Regions from separate parts of the Mus musculus genome. Here region 2 is linked to region 1. A link is a contact called in public Hi-C data. All regions are on one chromosome and are shown on one strand. The core of a region is the stretch at or near the end of the contact, and the rest is flanking DNA. Distances in the headings are between cores, read along the strand shown.

Region 1 (5,355 bases), core at 1,059-3,558:
CCCTCCTCCAGACTACCCTACCCTCAGTACATTCAACTTCTACTGTATCCCCACCTCCACCCCGTTCCATTGACTCAGAGTGGCTCTTGGCTCTGAACTGTCCCAGGGTCTTCCAAGGTTCATCACCCAAGGTGGTAAGGTGTTTCCCAGGATATACTGTCTCCTGTGAGCATCACTTAATTTTAACATAAAAACCTTTTTCTCTGGATACTATTGTGAAGCTGGGACAAGTCCCTGCTAGTGTTCTCTCTGTCTCTCTGTGTATCTTTCTGTCTCTCTCTGTTTCTATGTCTCTCTGTGTGTCTCTCTCTATGTCTCTGTGTGTATATCTCTGTCTCTATGTCTCTGTGTGTCTCTGTCTCTCTCTCCTTCCTCTTCTCTCTTCCTCCTCCTCCTCCCACTTCTCCTCTTCTTCTCCCTCTCCCTTCCTCCCTCCTTCTCTCTCTTGATGTTCTCAGTTCTCGAAGGCTAAGATGTCTGAGAGCACCCAGGGAAGTGGGCAGGGGAGTGGCTGAGGACTCAAGTCCTGGAGTCATGTCTGACTCCTGGGTCTTGTATGCTAGATGGGCCACTTGACAGCTTCGTGACTCTGAACGAGGGGCTGAACTCGCCACACCACAATCATTGTGCCTGACAACTGAGTGGTCATCCTCAGAGATGTGAGGTGAGGTGGGGATTCGGTGAGACGGTCTCCTTAAAGCACCTGATATTTAGTAAGGGCCAGGAAATGGTGGCCAAATGCACCACCAGGTCGGTGTTTGAAGCAATCGGCGTAGACTGTCTCTTTGAATGTCTCTGCTCCCTAGATCTCAGCTCTCAGGTCAGGCAGAGAGAGCACTGCAGCCAGGAACAGTCGCCTAGTGTCTCACTTTCTCAAAGACTTGGCTGCAAGGTTGTAAGCTCTCCAACTATGCCAAAAAGATCGGTGCAGAAACAAGCAAGCACTACCATTTCCTCAGGGTGTGGCTCCACCTCAGCCTTTCTCTGCTGGGCCCCCAGGGACCTGGACTTCTGGCTCAGGGGAGCACAATCAGATCAGCCAGGCTGAAGAGGGAATTAAAAGGTCACTGGACAGAAGATTTAGTTAACAGAAGAGTCAGTCAGGAAGGGCCCAAGGAGATGGGTCGGTGTGGGAGTGCTTACCATGCAAGCTTGAGTCCAGATCCCGGGCCCCCGAGTGAAACCTGGAACAGTAGAGCTCTAACCCATGGTGAGTGGGTGGGGCAGATCCTGAGAACTTGCTGGAATGTTCCAGGTTCCGTGAGAAAAGGCATCCTCCACCTAACTATTTCTCAGTCCAGGGATTTACCCAGCCTCCTGGCCAGGACTCGACCCATAGAAGACATCATTTTGCAGAAGGACGGGCTGATGTGAAGATGAGGAACCCTTTCTACCTTACAGTCCTGCAAACATTGGCTCTCCCTCTCCTCCCTCTCCCTGTTTTCCTCGTCTCTAAAATGGAGTGGATGTTAATAACTACCTCAAAAGGTTACCATACATGGGAAAAGTGCATGACCAACACCAACACCGAGCGACCTGGCGTTGTCGTCAGCAAATGCTGGAGGAGACAGAGTGAACCCACCCAGACCTAAGGCCATTCTAAAGTTGGAACCACCCCTTCGTCCCCACAGTTCCTAAGGCAGCCTGGCAGAACTGTCATGGTAGACGAGCATGCAGCAAGCATTAGCCATGGCTCCCCCCAGCCCTCTAGCCCACTCCCATCCTGCCTCCTGCAGAGAGCTTCCTGGACTGTCTCCACTGCAGTGCTCTCTTCCTATCTCTTTAATAGTCCAGGATCCCACCCCAGCCACACCACAGCACCGGGCAAAGCTGGGCACTGCATCACTAGGCTTAGCCACACCCACTCCAAACAGTTTCTGTAACAATTCTTCTCCTGGCCTCTGCCTCTGTTGTTCCCCCTGCCTGTCATGTTCTTTTCTGGAAACTGCAACAAGCTCTCTTCCAAGCTTGCCACTGTAGTCTCAGACAAATGCCACCATCTCCGCTAGTGACAGGCAGGCCACGGATCACACTCCTTTACTTCCTCACAGGCTGTCTTAGGGACATGTCTTGTTTATTTTGTGTTCATCTCTCATCATTGAGAAAAATGAAGGCGTCGTGAATGTGCCTGCAGTCTTTTGCAGGAGAGCAGGGGAGGAACACAGGAGGCACCCGGCAAATATTTGCTCGTGAGAGATCTAGCTTTCAAACCGAAGCCTGCCCCTAAAGCCCAGACTCGAAACCACAATGCTTCAGCAACCCATCCATGAGAAAAGCCAGCCAGAAGCAGGAGCCTGGCCAGCTCTTTTGGACAGATGCGAGTTCCCTGCGGGAGGTAGAGACGCGGGCTAAGGGTAGAAGGCCCTGGTGATCTGGTACCAACTCAAGCCGAGAGCTCATCCTGCATGAGGAGTCTCAAGCCAAGACACAGAAGATTCAGAACAGAGCAAGAGGGGGTCCTGGCTCAAGGGGCTCTGATCTCAAATCTTCACAACACCTGAGATGCTGTGAGGGTGGAGGAACTGGTAGGCATCCTCCATACAAGACATGGGCCCCTGTGCCCAACCCACATGGGAGCAGAGCACGGGTGCCGCCTGCCCCCTAGTGGCCAATGAGGCAAACTCTTTCTGCTTCTCTTGGGGTTCTTAACCAGCCGCAGGGTGACTGGGATTTCTGAGTGCAGAAATGTGCACAGGGATTTTGTTAAAATGTAGATATCGACTTGCAGGCTTGGAGTTGAGCCTGAGATTTCTGAAGGTCTAACCAGTTCCCTGATGTTGCAGCTGGTCTACAGAGCAGCTGGGGTGTCCAGTGGTTTCTGAAACAAAAAAACGGAACTCTGAGGCATTAGGAAGTCAGACCACAGGATTGAGAATGGAAGGTACTGTCGCGGCAGGGGTTTCTTTAAGTAAAAGAATCTGGACTAGAGGTGGGATTGGGTGGAGCTTGGTGGTGATGGAGCTGCCGGAAGAAGGCCGGCCACCAGTGTGCCTAAAATCCAAAGAACAGACCCAGCTCCTGAGATAGAGAGACAGGGAGAGGCAATAGAAACTTGAAGTTCCCAGGCAGGGCATAAGCCTGGTTCTGCCAGGCCCATGCCCACCCAGCATCCTGCTCAAAGCCACCAATGTACAGTCCCTGAGTATGTCCACTCAGTTTTGATTGCTACTCTTTGGGGAGCCATTTTATTAAAAGCTTTTGTCCTATTTAAACATTTTTCCATTTTACTGTTTGTTTGGTTTTTTTTCTCAAAAGGTATAAAAGTAAGAAGGGGTAATCGTGGTGCACACCATTAATCCCGGCACTTGGGAGCTGAGGCAGAAGGATCTCTCTTGAATTCAAGGCCAGGCTGTCTACAAAGTGCGTTTCAGGACGGCTACACAGTGGGGAGACGGCTTCTCTGGGTGAGGATGCCTTCTCTACAACCCTAAGTACCTAGGTTCAAATCCCCAGCACCCATGTAAAACGTCAGGTGTACACACCTGTAACTGCAGTCGTACAGGGTGATAGAGTCAGGAGAATTGCTGGGGCTTGCTGGCTGCCAGCCCAGCTCCAAATTTAGTAACAAATCAGACCAAGAGTGATAATGTCCTCATCTTGTCACTGTGCTTGTTCATGGATGCATACACATGTGCACACACATGCACACTATACAATATACACACACATAACACATATATATGTATATCTATATACACACACACACTCATATATATATATATATATATTTACCACACATCTATATATACATATATATCCACACACTTGCACACATACACATGTACACATACATCATTTACACATGCATGCCACAATATACACATATGCATACACATAAATGCTCACATGTATTCACGTGTACAGATGTACAGATACATCATTTACATACACATACATTACACACATACACACATGTACATACATTTACAATACTTATATATACACATACAACACACACACACACACACACACACACACACACACACACACAAATGTGATATAATCCCAGTTCTTCAGGAGATGAGGCAGGGGGATCATGAGTTCAAACTCATCCTGGATAACTTTAGCCTCTATCTCAAAATTAAGTTCTCAAAGGAAGGCTCAGGTACCCAGCATTGGTCTGGCATCACAAGGCCCTAGATTCAAGCCCCAGGACACAAAAATGTAAAATGTATCTACTGCAACCAGAGGAACAAAGAGAAGAAGAGACGATGCTCTCCCCACCTCCAGCAAGGCCTCCACTCCTGATCCCCTGTGACCCCAGTATCTGCAGCCCAGCTCATGTGCTTCCTCCCCTTTAGTCCCACACTTATGAAACACACAAACACACCTTGTACACAGGGAGTATCGGCTGCAGTTGCTTATTTAGTCGATGGGAATTCATAGCAGATACTTTTATGAAACCTAACCTTCTTACATAATGGCTATGGATGTACCTCTAGGTCCAGGGGTTCTTTTCAGAGGCAGCCAAGGAGCAAATAGTCCAGGCTACACAGACCATATGAACTCTGCCATTTGATTGAAAAAGAGAAAAGCAGCCAGAGACACCATGCAAATAAATATGAGTGTGGTATAATAACATCTCATTATAGAAACAGGCTAGATTTGGCCCCAAGTCATAATTTGCCAACTTCTACAACAGATCAATAGCTGTAGCTGGGTTGGTGTTGTTTAATTATTTAGAATTTGTATTTCTTAAGTCGTATAAGTAGAAAGAAACACAACATAATTTGAAAGTATATGGCATATAATTACATGACTTAATGAATTGTATAAACTGAGCACAACTGGATAACAATTCCTGTTCAGAAAAGGACTAGCCTATTCAAAGCCGACATTTCAGCAACTGCCTAACATCCCAAAAGACGGATATGTTCTGTTCAAGCTTATTACTCTTTCCACCACAGTCGGTAAACACGCTCATTTGGTACCTGTTCCTCTGTGTGACAGTGTTTATTTTAGTTGGACAGATTCCCAAACAGGGAATTCGAGAGCCACCACACATAGGTGCATTTTAATGAACATTGCTAGGGACTCCTCCAGAGATGGTAACAAGTCAGAGTCGGGTGGTGCTTTCCTTAGTGAAGCTCCTCGGGCAGTTAGAACAGTGCTTGTGCTGTCTTCCCTCTTAGGGTTGGGGGCCTCGGGCCATTGCCTGACCTTGGCTCTTCCCCTAAAGCTCTGGGAGGACCAGGACAAGGATTGAGCAGCTCAGCTTTCTCCAATTCCTCGAGATTTTCAACAACCAACACATCCACCTACAACTTCCGGGCTAGAAAGGAAGCATGGGCTGGCCCTGGCCTGTGCCGTGTGCAGACCGCTCTATACTACTGCAGAGGTGGGAAGACCACATGA
Region 2 (5,052 bases), core at 681-3,180, 400 kb before region 1:
AAGTTGGGAGAGCTCAAATTTCCTGAGGACTGTACCCAGACTTTTTACATTGGGGTTATTGGCGTGAATGAATAAGAACAGGAAAGTGCTTTGCTAGGAGGAGAATCTGCACTATTCTGTCAGTCCCACGTAGAAACCTTATTAGCTGCTTAATAAGAAAATATAACACAAAGCACCGTTAAGTAGAAACTAGGTGTGGTGAGGCATGTCTGTAAGTTCTAGCAATCAGAAGTTCAAGGTTATCTCAATTACACAGTGAGTTTGAGGGCAACCTGGGATGCTCAAGACTGTCTCACCAAAACAACCAACCAACAGATAAGAAGATAACCAGGTAACTAAAACTGCTTGAAGACATTATTGATTTATTAGAGAGGAAGCAGTTGAAGAGAATTTCAATGCCCCTAGTTTTGGGGAATTAATGATAAAATGGAATTAACACTTGGAGACAGGTACTCTGGGCACTGATGGTTAGATTTGTATGCAAGGGCTGGGACTGAAGAAAAACGCACTGGGGCTGTCTTCCCAGGACAGTTTCCGGCTGCAGACTGGGATCAGCTGGTATCATGGGAGGAAGAATCAGGAGACAGGAAATATTGCTAGGGGTACTCAGGAGAAGAGAAAGAGCCTGCTCCTTTTGCAGCCTCAGTCACCCTCTAATGCCCTCAGAGAACAGAACCTAGCAGGAAGCAGCTAGAAATGCAGAGATGTGCTCTTCCAGTTGCTGGCTCCTGGATCACAAGACCTCAGTGTCGAGTTTGGGGCTGAGAGATAACAGCTTAACAACTGGCACAGGGCCAGCTTGGCCAGAACCTCATCTCACTTCCCTGGGGATAAGAATTCTGGTGGGATGAAGGAAAGTGCCTTTGAGCTCATGGACTTTTGGCATGTGAGTACTCCTAGGGACGAGGTACCACCCTTCAGGGGCTCCTGAAGGCTCATACAGGATCCCAGGGATAGCCAGCATTGGCATCTACAAGGTGGGTGAAAGGAGGATTGTGACAGCAAGAGATGAGAAGATGTTGGCACTGCCTTCATTCCTATTACTCTTTATGGAGCCTACAAACATGGAGGAGAGTGGGAAAACAAGAAGAAGGTGTGTGTGTGTGTGAAAGAGAAAGAGGGGGAGAGGGAGAGGGAGAAGGAAAGGGAGAGGGAGAGAGAGAGAGCATTCAAGGGATTTGTGTTTTTATTTTGACTCTTTGCAATCAGAAATAAGACTTCAGTTCTTGTTCACGAAGGACCATAAGAGCTGTATAGTGTAAGCCCAGAGTTAGCTGAATATCACATTATAGTTTTAACACCAAGTCTGTGCATGATTACTGATTAGAAACTTGAATTTGGATACCGTTGGAGACTTTGGGGAAGTAAAATTCATTCTTTAGTCTGGTGCTCCATGTTACAATTAAACACCAGTTCAAATGATGAAAATACACTGATGTCACAAATACTTACCGAGTATCTACTGTGTATAGGTCTTGTGCTAGATTGACAACGCTGAATGAGATGCGAGCCTCGAAGGAGCCTTTGGAACATTTGCATTCTAGAACAGGGAATAAAGCAGTCACAGGAATTAGCAATCTGTGTAGCTAGCCACTTGACAGGGATGGGCCCTTGTTCTCAGAGGTGGTCAGATGAGGGATTCTATACCTGGGGGAGATGTCACAGACAAGGTGAGCGATCATTTAGATATTAAAGGATTATCAGGATTTAGGCACTCCTAAGGGCAGAAACCATTCATTACTCCCCAGAACAGCCACTCTGGAGGAAGAAGTGCATCATTTTCCTTTGTGCTTCTTGGAAACAAAGCTAGAGATCTTACCAGACACGATATTAAGACTTAATACAAAGATCTGCTTAAAAACGTGTGACATGTGAACCAGAGCCAACAAAAGGAGCCATTGATCAGAGCGCTGTGCCTGGAAACAGGCATCATCAGGGTGACTCAGCAGAGCCATAGAAAAGGACAGTGTTCTCATAAACAGTGCTGGGACAATAGGGGACCAGGACAGAAAAAACATAAAATTAGACCCTTACATCATACCTGCACAAAATCTATTCCAAGAGCATTATGGATCTAACTTTTAGAAGGCAAATAATAAAGCTTTTAGGAGATAATATGAAAGAATGTTTTCCTGACCTCAGGAGAAAATTGTTAAGTAAGATACAAATCACCAGCTATGGATTTGGCTCTGCTCAAATAAGAACTTCTCTTTATTAAAAGGCATTAGTAAGGGCTAGGGCTAGGGCTCAGTGGTAGAGTATTTGCCTGTTTTCCATGGACCCTGAGTTTGATCTCTAACACCAAAGGGAAACTTCATTAATAAGAAAGGCTTCATTAAAAGGTGAAAAGATGAGCCCCACGCGGGAAAAGAGTTGTAATGCAGAATAAAAGGTGTCTTATCTAGAATACAAGTACCCTTCAAGCCAAGTGTTCAGGTACACAGATAATACTACCAATGCAGAGGCTGAGGCAGAGGGATCATAGCTTTGATGTCAACCTGGGATGCCTAGAGAAACCTTGACTCTAAACAATTAAAAGTACTATAAATCACTAAGAAAAATACAAACCAACAAGAAAAAAAAAAACCCACAAAATACTCACAAACCTCATGGCCAATACAAGTGTGAACATCTTCAACATATGAACAATCAATTTTAGGTAAACTGAAGCCACGGTGAGTGGTAAGCAGCCTTCAGGATGGTTCGGAATGGTCGCCATGCCCTGGTGTTTGTAATCTCCCATTTATTATCAGAGCTAGTGTGTATGATCAACAGAAAATGTTGATATGCTGCTCCCGAGTTTAGTTTATGAAAGTCACGTGGAGTTCCATCTGGGTGTTCCCCCCCCCCCATTAGTTTGCTTGGGGAAGCCTGCTGTCCTGTCATAAGCAGTTCCCCGAGGACACTGTGGTCCAACCAATGGAGGCTCCCAGCCACCAGCTGTATCAGGGAGCTGGAAACAGATCTTCCTGCTCAGTTCAACTTCCAAATGACTATGGCTCTGGATAACATCTTGACCTCAGACTCTTGAGAGGCTCAGAACATTCCAACTAAGCCATCTCTGGATTCTTAACCCAAGAACAGGTGTGAGAAAATGCCTGCTGTCTTGTGATTTCTGAAGGCCATCTATTATTCTGCAGCAATAGCCAACAGAGACAGGGAGGGGTACCAGACAGGATGCTCAGTGTTGGTACAGATGCAGAACCATGGGAACGCTGCAGCACACACAGAGAGTGACAGAATCACTTTGCAAAGCCAGGTGTCTGCACCTATAATTTTAGAGCTTTGTTACTTGGCGTTTTTTACTCCTAGACACATGTATACTTTACAGAAGTGCGCTGTCTTGGGTACCAGGAATCATGCACAGTGTTCATGGAGGCAATGCCTGTGATAGCCTCATATTGGGAGTCACCCACATGACCATTCAAAAGGGAATGGATGAATGAATTTGGATGTATCATTATGCATGTTATTAATAGGCTTCAGGGCTATGTGGCTCCGTGCTACATGGAAGTAAACAGGCCTGATTGCCTTTCGATGCAGCTTGTTTAGGACACAGCTGCCCAGAGGCCTGACTTTCTGCTCTCTGCTCTGTGGATGTTCTGGGGCGTTTTATGTGGTGAAACTATGAGCCCAAACAAGGAATTGATCCTTTTTTTCCTGGTTATTTATTTATTTTTATTTTATTTGCATTGGTGTTTTGCTTTCATATATATGTCTGTGTGAGGGTGTTGGATTGCCTTGAACTGGAGTCACAGAGAGTTGTGAGCTGCTGCTGCTGCTGCTGTGTGTGTGTGTGTGTGTGTGTGTGTGTGTGTGTGTGTGTGTGTGTGTGTTGGTTCTCTGGAAAAGCTGTCAATGCCCTTAACCACTGAGTATTCATTCTCTCCAGCCCCAAGGAATTGATTTTTTAAAAAAAGGCCTTGTGGACCTTTTTTTTGTTTGTTTGGTTTTTTTCAAGGCAGGGTTTCTCTGTGTATTCCTGAATGTCTTGGAACTCACTGTATAGACCAGGCTGGCTTCCAATTCAGAGATCTATCTGCCTTTGCCTCCTGAGTGCTGGGATCAAAGTCGTGTTAGCACTCCCCGGCAGGAATTGATTCTCGAAAGGGTAGGATTGTGGTGACTCCTGGAAGTGAATATAATTGGGAGGGGACTTGGGGTCTGATCAGATTTTTTTTTTTAATTTTAAAATTTTTTTTTGAGAGAGGGTCTCACCATATAGTCTTGGCTGACCTAGAACTCAGTATGTAAATGAGGCTGTCCTCAAATTCACAGAGATCCATTTTTTTCTGCCTCCCAAGTGCTGGGATTAAAAGCATGTGCCACTATGCCCAGCTGAGAATTCTGTTTCTTGGTCTGGCTGGATTCTCCTAGGTGATATGTAGCCTCCTGAAGGAGACACCCAGGAAGCTGAGTAGGGGCTCAGGAGGCTCAGGGAGTCACACGCTTTACAAAGCCTTTCTCCAAGGTATGTATGAAAAGCACACAATTGCTGGGGAGAGAAGACTGCCCATGAACCTGCCTGCACTCTGGATCAGGAGGGCCAGGGATGCAGGTTTTGATAGTCACCCATGCTGGGGTGGGCTTTCCAGCGATGATGCAACTATCTTTGCATCATCCATGCTGCTGTAAGTAACCTCTGACCCTTGCTCCTGTAACCTCTGACCCTTGCTGCTCTAACCTCTGATCCTTGCTCCTATAACCTCTGACCCTTGCTCCTGTAACCTCTGACCCTTGCTCCTGTAACCTCTGACCTTTGCTGCTCTAACCTCTCACCCTTGCTGCTATAAGCGGCCTCTGTAAACCCATTGGCTCACAAAGCTAGATTTGGGTGGAATCTTGTCTCTGGTCCGTTGCTGGTGCCCTATGTGGTGTGAGCAGGCACTTGCTCATATCTCCTTATATGGTGATACAACAGGTGCTCACTGTACACATTTTCCTAAGTTATGTATTTGTGCCTTCTAAATGTAGATGCTGTCTATTTCTCAATAACATATCAGAACACAATGAACGGATTAAGAACCATGCATCACAGACTGAGAGAACACG

What was found. A called contact is a pair of places that touch in the nucleus more often than the background predicts.
Region 2: a contact with region 1 is called in a Hi-C map of the N1E-115 cell line, with 3 times the contacts expected there. The contact joins two enhancer-like sites. A contact is called at or near these places in 1 of 15 datasets of contacts at CTCF or cohesin (stem cell-derived epiblast-like cells), 7 of 484 Hi-C or Micro-C datasets (the N1E-115 cell line, bone marrow-derived macrophages, colorectal tumor organoids and 2 more), 5 of 115 datasets of contacts at active chromatin or transcription factors (embryonic basal ganglia, embryonic midbrain, embryonic stem cells and 1 more) and 1 of 9 other capture datasets (embryonic stem cells).

The regions. Positions count from the first base shown.
Region 1 is chr7:122,468,049-122,473,403 of GRCm38.p6, reverse strand. The region is part of intron 5 of Prkcb (protein kinase C, beta); the gene reads right to left. Among named protein-coding and RNA genes, the nearest start is that of Gm51497, 170 kb to the right of the region's middle. Within about 2 kb of position 2,308, at least 14 of the 459 cell types and tissues checked have an H3K27ac peak or open chromatin away from gene starts, as enhancers often do. A contact at or near this core is called in the N1E-115 cell line, where this site is marked.
Region 2 is chr7:122,869,294-122,874,345 of GRCm38.p6, reverse strand. No RefSeq gene overlaps it. Among named protein-coding and RNA genes, the nearest start is that of Gm39082, 53 kb to the left of the region's middle. Within about 2 kb of position 1,930, at least 19 of the 459 cell types and tissues checked have an H3K27ac peak or open chromatin away from gene starts, as enhancers often do. A contact at or near this core is called in the N1E-115 cell line, where this site is marked.